2 separate regions of the Drosophila melanogaster genome follow, and region 2 is linked to region 1. Evidence: chromatin contacts called from public Hi-C data. All regions are on one chromosome and are shown on one strand. The core of a region is the stretch at or near the end of the contact, and the rest is flanking DNA. Distances in the headings are between cores, read along the strand shown.

Region 1 (2,993 bases), core at 247-2,746:
ACCAGTTCCGTGATCTGCTGCTCAATCTTGGGCAGCTTGGAGGTGATGGCCTTGCGCTCCTTCTCCTCCTTGAGCAACTGGCCGCCACGATTGTTGAAGCGATTCGGCTCGCTCGCCTTGGCCTCCAGCGCCTCCATGCGCGACCAGAGTTCGGCACGGCTTTCGTACAGATCGAAGATCTCCTTGTTCTTGTTGTAGAAGGTCTTGAGGTCGTCCAGCTCAAGTTCGTGGAGCTCCAGCAGATCTTCGTTGTACCAGTCGTTGTAGTAGTTCGAGAAGCGCTTGCGCTCCTGCTGGCTCTTAAGTGTGAGATCCCACATCTCCTTGATCTCGATGCGTAGCTGCTCGATGAAGGTTTTCAGATTCTGGCGTCGCAGGGCCTGGCAGCGCTGCAGTTCCTCCCGCAGGACATCGTAGGTGCGTTGAGTGTAGGTCGTAGCCTCGCGCACGCGACGCATGGCATACTCGTCTGTCTCCTGGAGTCTGTCCCACAGCACATGGATCTTTTCGCGCATATCGTCGATGCGCTCCCTCAGCTCCTTCACCTGGTCGGCGAAGTTCTTTTGCATGTTGCGCAGGAGCTCGAAGGTCTCCGGCGTTAGGCAGTGATCCACCTGGTTGAGCAGACGCTCCTCGGTGTCCGTCTGGGGCAGGCACTCAAGCAGCTTCATGTCGTGCTTAATGGCCTGGCGCAGCTGGTCCATCTCTTTGAGGCGCAGCACTCGCTGATCGCGTAGCTGGCCCAGGCGATTCCGAAAGGCGTCCATCTCCTCGGGCAGCGGCAGTGGATCCGCCAACAGTGGCAGAGGCAGCTCTCCCAGTTCCTCGCACAGCTGCTCCTGCTGCAGCAGAAGCTCACAGATCTCCGCTCGCCGCCTGGCCAGCTGATCGCGTAAGTGCTCGATGCTTTTGTCCAGCTTCAGCTCCCAGACGACCAGCGGCATGGACTCCGGCCGCTCGCCAATGTCCAGCGGCTCGTGGAGTAGGCGCGTCAAGTCGGTGGCCTCTGCCCGCAAGGCGGCTATATCGTTGAGGATCGCCTGCTGCTTTTCGCGCGACTCATTGAGCAAATCCGTGAAGAAGCTGTTCGCATGGTCCTTCAACCGGAGGAGGAACTCACCGCAGGTCTTGACCTCGAACAACTGCGACCACATCGCGTGCAACTGATCCACGTGCTCGCCCGTCATCTCCAGGATCTGGGCCTTCACCGCAATGGCGCTCGGCGAGTTCATTTTCTCCGTTTTCGTTGTGAAATTTGTGTTTTTTTTTTTTTGTTCAAAATTTCTTTTCTTGCGTAAATGCTCACTGGCTTTGTTTTTTCGTTGTGTTCACTTGGGGACTATTTAACCAGCATATCTGAGTTAACTTGACAGTTGTGTCGCAGACCCACAACGCTGGGCAGGATTGCTCGGGAATGTGCGGATTTATTTAGTGGTTTATTTAGAGTGCATCACTGCACGAAATTTCGAACTGAATGAATCGATGACGCTAGACAGAAATTTCGGTAAATTCAAATTGAAATGGCGGCCAAGAGTGTTGCCACCGCGTTGTGGGACAGCATTGCCACGCGGCGGTAACTTCTGGTAAAACCAGGGCTGGAGCATACGCCACTTTTTTGAATATTTAAAATTCGTTATTTGGTTTATTAGCAAATTAAAATATCTATTTTAATTATTTTGCTCCTTAAAAACGTATTATATTCTCTTATATGCGCTTAGTAAACATCCCACAGACTTTAGAAAACCCTTCCCACACATGTATATTTTGGTAAAATTGAAATCAAGTAATTTATAATGTAAACAAGCGTTTTTATCTGACTAAAAATTTAAAATGTGGACAATTGTTCATTTACTTCTTGCCGTCACAGGTAGTGCAAAATAGTTAAAAGAATTTTAAAGTTGTAAATTTAGATAGTCTTTGCGCTAGGAAAAGCCCTAACACTATACATATGTGTATACATATAAATACGATGAGTCTGCAATTGCGAGCCAAATACTTCAGTACAGGTAATAGATATAGAACACAGATCAGTTGCCGAAATGATTGCCATTGGATGTGATTAGAGTCTAGCTCCATTATATGGCCACGACCGCCTCCTCGTCGGGACTCTCGTTCTCCTCGCCGGACGGCGGACGCACATGGATTTTTGGTATGGGACGAATTTTCTGGGGATTCCTGCTCCCTGTGCTCGGCCTGCCGGATCCCTTGCCCCGACGCACCGAGTATTCCAGCACGCGCACCTTCCTCTGCGGCGACTTGAGCAGCTTCTGCCCATTCACACAGACCTTGCGACTTGCATTGTTGCACTCCAGCGATGCGATTAGATTTCGCTTGGCCGCTGCTGCCGGCTGTGGACTATTGGTGTTGTGATGCTGTGGATGCCGTCTCTTGTGCAGATTCCCTGTGCTCATTGCCGTGGTGCTGGCATTTGCCTTGGTCGGCGTCTTCTTCAACGAGGATGTGGATCCATGGATGCCCCGGTTGCTCTTCTGCGTATTGGGCGTAAGAGGCACCATTGGCGGCTTCATTTGGCCGCTCGTATTGCTGCCATCCTTCTTCTGGGCGGAGGGCTGCTTTTTGGACTGTCGATGCCGCTCCCAGTCCGCCGACATGCGCTCCAGTATATCCACGCCGTGCACCAGGAACGGCGTGTGCGTTTCACTCATGTAGACCTGCACCAGTTCGGTGATTTGTTGATCGATCTTGGGCAGACGGGACATGATAGTCTTGCGCTCCTTCTCCTCCTTGAGCAGCTGTCCACCGCGATTGTTGAACCGATTTGGATCGTTGGCCTTGGCCTCCAGGGCCTCCATGCGCGTCCATAGCTCGCCTCGATTCGCGTATAGCTCAAATATCTTCCTGTTGCTGTTGTAGAACTCCTTAAGGTTGTCCAGCTCCTTCTCGAACTGCTCGAGAACATCTTCGGTCTGCGTATCACAGTAGTAGGTGGTGAAGCGCCTGCGCTCCTCGGTGCTTTTCAGTGAAAGATCCCA
Region 2 (2,993 bases), core at 369-2,868, 2.8 Mb after region 1:
AGCTTCGTGCTCCTTGCGTAGCGCCTGGAAGGGACGCTCGGGAAAGCGGCTGTATAAGTGGAAAGTTCGTTATTAGCAGGGATAAATATGGAGCTCACCCAACGAAAAATGTAGGATTTGATGAGATTGAATGGCATATACACAGATGATATTCTTCTAACCTAACTCGTTTTAAATAAGATTACCATAGGTAACAGACTCCTAGATTTCCAAGCTCTAATTTGCTTCGCCAGAGTTATACCTAACTTTTCCTTGTGCATGTGCCAGTCACTCAAATCCCGCACCGATTGGTTACGATTCCTCACCTGTACATCTTGCTCAAGTACTGACGACGGCTCTTCCGCCAGCGGGCCGCCGGATACGTGTAGATCTGGCCCTGCCGGAAGCCGGGCATCCGCTGTCGCTTGTCCAGGAAGAGCTGCGAGTGGTTCTGGGCGACGCCTGTCTGCGGATCGAGGAAGGGCAGCCGGTGGCGCCGTTCGCTGCACAGGCGCGTGTTGAAGTTGGCACTGTACTCGATCGTCTCCCGGTAGCTGACATCCTTCAGGAAGCTCTCGATCTTGGCCAGATTCGGCATAGAGACGATCTGGATGTTAACGGCGGAGGACATGGCTGTTCCTGGTCCTAATCCCACTGTTGGCTAACCTCAGAGTCCGGCTGTGCCGCTAATCCATCCCAGAGTCTTGGCAATTTCCGCTCCGCTCCGCCCCGTTTCTTATCGCAATTTTTTTCCAGTGTGTTGTGTTCCGTTTCTTATCGCTTTTCGCTGCCTGTTTTTTTTATTCTTCTTCGTCTTCCACCTCTCCTCTCGACCGACACATACACGCACGCACACACACACACACGCAAAGCTCTCTATCGATGTGACCCCGCGCCAGGGGGCGTGGGCGGCAGTGGGCGTGGCGAGGGCGATACGTTTAGATCGCGATCTGCGGCCGGATTTTCCAATTGTTTAATTGATCAGAAATATTAACGTCGTTTTCACTGCTCTGCTGAATGCCAGTGTTACCAGATGGCGACATGATTTTCCCCCCAAATGTTCTCGACCGACCGGTATTTTTGTCCTAAAAAATCCACTCTTTCGCTTTAATTTTAGCGATCAGTTTTCTTACCAATTTAAGGGCCTGTATAGGTCTGTTAGTTAATTTATGCATTGCAGTGCATAGCTATGTAATGGTATTTTCTAGTTTTAATTACAAGCCTATGTTACAGGGTTTTTGGTTAGTTTTCAAACATCGATAAGTTGTAAGCCAATCGATTGCCGGGCCCACGGTCATACAATAGAGATGGGCAACTGGCGATAATGCCTACCTACCTGTTACGCCAATTTCAAAATAGTAGTTTGTTATCTGGATCGGCACAGGCGACAAAAAAAACTAATATGTTTATATATACGTTATATATGGCTTTGGAAATAAATTACACAATCATATTGGTCAATCATTGTTTCAGCGCACGATGAGGAACTAAAATCTTCAAATTTAAAAGTACAAATTAAGATAAGTCATAGACTGCACAAATAAATAATTAGCAATTAATAAAATAGCTAAAAGAATATTGCACAGGGCAGCAGAGTGTTAACGATTTTCTTATCGATTCTCCTGTCAGCTGGCAACGCCAAAACAAAACAAAAACAAAATTAAAAGAGAAATCAAAACAAGGCAACCCGGTCATTGAAATTTCAGAAAATACTGCTTTGTTTGCGTTAACGGGAATGCTTTTTGCCCCGTAGATATGTATATATCACATAGAGGCACGGCTCACAGAGAACACCCACCAATCCAAACCATTTACATTTACCACTTAGATTAGCTGGTCTCGCAAACAACGGATAAGACTGTATATCAGCTGTACGTACGTACGGCTATTTGGTGATAAAACCGGCGCTATAGTTCCACTGCCACAAAGTAACAAAGAGAAGACTGAGCCGAACAACCTGCCATTTTGATACCGACGCCCCACCGAGATTAAAGCCCACTTTTCCGGATCCCATTCGCAGTTGTCCCACAACCTCAAGGCACTACAAATCGCAACAATAGCCAAATAAGTATAGGATTCCGACGATGTGCGTGATATTCTTTTGTGCGGACTCGAATCCGCAACCGGGTGGCTACAAGCTCATCCTGGCCTCCAATCGGGACGAGTTCTTTGCCCGCGCCACCCTATCGGCAGCCAAGTGGGCGAATGCCGATCATGTTTACGGAGGTAAGTGGTGGGGCTTATGCCCTTGAATGCCTATGCTTAGATGGAGTATAATCCTTGAGAGCTTGTATTCATCAAGATGTTACCTATAGTTTAGTCACTAAGATGATTTGATAGCAGTTTGTTAGAATGAACACCTCTCACAAGATCTGTTTCCCAGCAACCTAATTGGATTTCAAGCCATCTTACCCATGAGTGCGGGATCAACTTGAGTAAATATTTATGTATTCCCCCATTTCAGGGATCGATCTGGAGCCGGGACGCGAGGGCGGCACCTGGCTGGCGATCGGCCACTCCGCTGGCTTCTTTAAGGTGGGCGCCCTGCTCAATCTGACCGGCGAGCCCAAGCCACGCGATGCAGTTGGTAAACCCATTTGAGCTACTTACTAATCCAAATTGACGCGCACACACACGCACACACACTCATCCATACACCTAACACTTGGCCCGAACTAAAACTTTCACAACCGCGACCAAAGAAAAAGCAAAGCAAAAACAAACTTTCTTCGTTTCTGTTTTCTGTTTGAAGCGCACAAAAACATTTTGCAACCGCATAATCACAACAGCAACAGCACCGGCATTAACCTTTGCCCCAAGACCACCACCTCCAACAGCTACCGTCATCCGAATCCGAATCCAATTCAGAACCCGAATACGAATCCGAGTAGGGGGCAATCGAATAACGAACATTTCTTACTAGGGCGCGGCATGATTGTGGCGGACTATGTTACCCGGGCGGACGAGGAGCACAGCATCCTGAACTACAACGAAAGGCTGCTCAAAGATTGCAC

What was found. A called contact is a pair of places that touch in the nucleus more often than the background predicts.
Region 2: a contact with region 1 is called in a Hi-C map of the Kc167 cell line, with 6 times the contacts expected there. The contact joins the promoter of Tango2 here to the promoter of feo in region 1. A contact is called at or near these places in 16 of 107 Hi-C or Micro-C datasets (the Kc167 cell line, the S2 cell line, embryo and 5 more).

The regions. Positions count from the first base shown.
Region 1 is chrX:10,853,373-10,856,365 of dm6, forward strand. feo (fascetto) reads right to left here and starts at 1,497. Exons shown (of 1, transcript NM_132430.3): 1 at 1-1,497. The coding sequence starts at 1,232. It overlaps sofe (sister of feo), which reads right to left. Exons shown (of 1, transcript NM_001298163.1): 1 at 1,628-2,993. The coding sequence ends at 2,076.
Region 2 is chrX:13,615,371-13,618,363 of dm6, forward strand. Tango2 (Transport and Golgi organization 2) reads left to right here and starts at 1,619. Exons shown (of 4, transcript NM_132677.4): 1 at 1,619-2,205; 2 at 2,444-2,566; 3 at 2,903-2,993. The coding sequence starts at 2,064. It overlaps tth (toothrin), which reads right to left and starts at 1,216. Exons shown (of 2, transcript NM_001298287.1): 1 at 306-1,216; 2 at 1-49. The coding sequence starts at 610.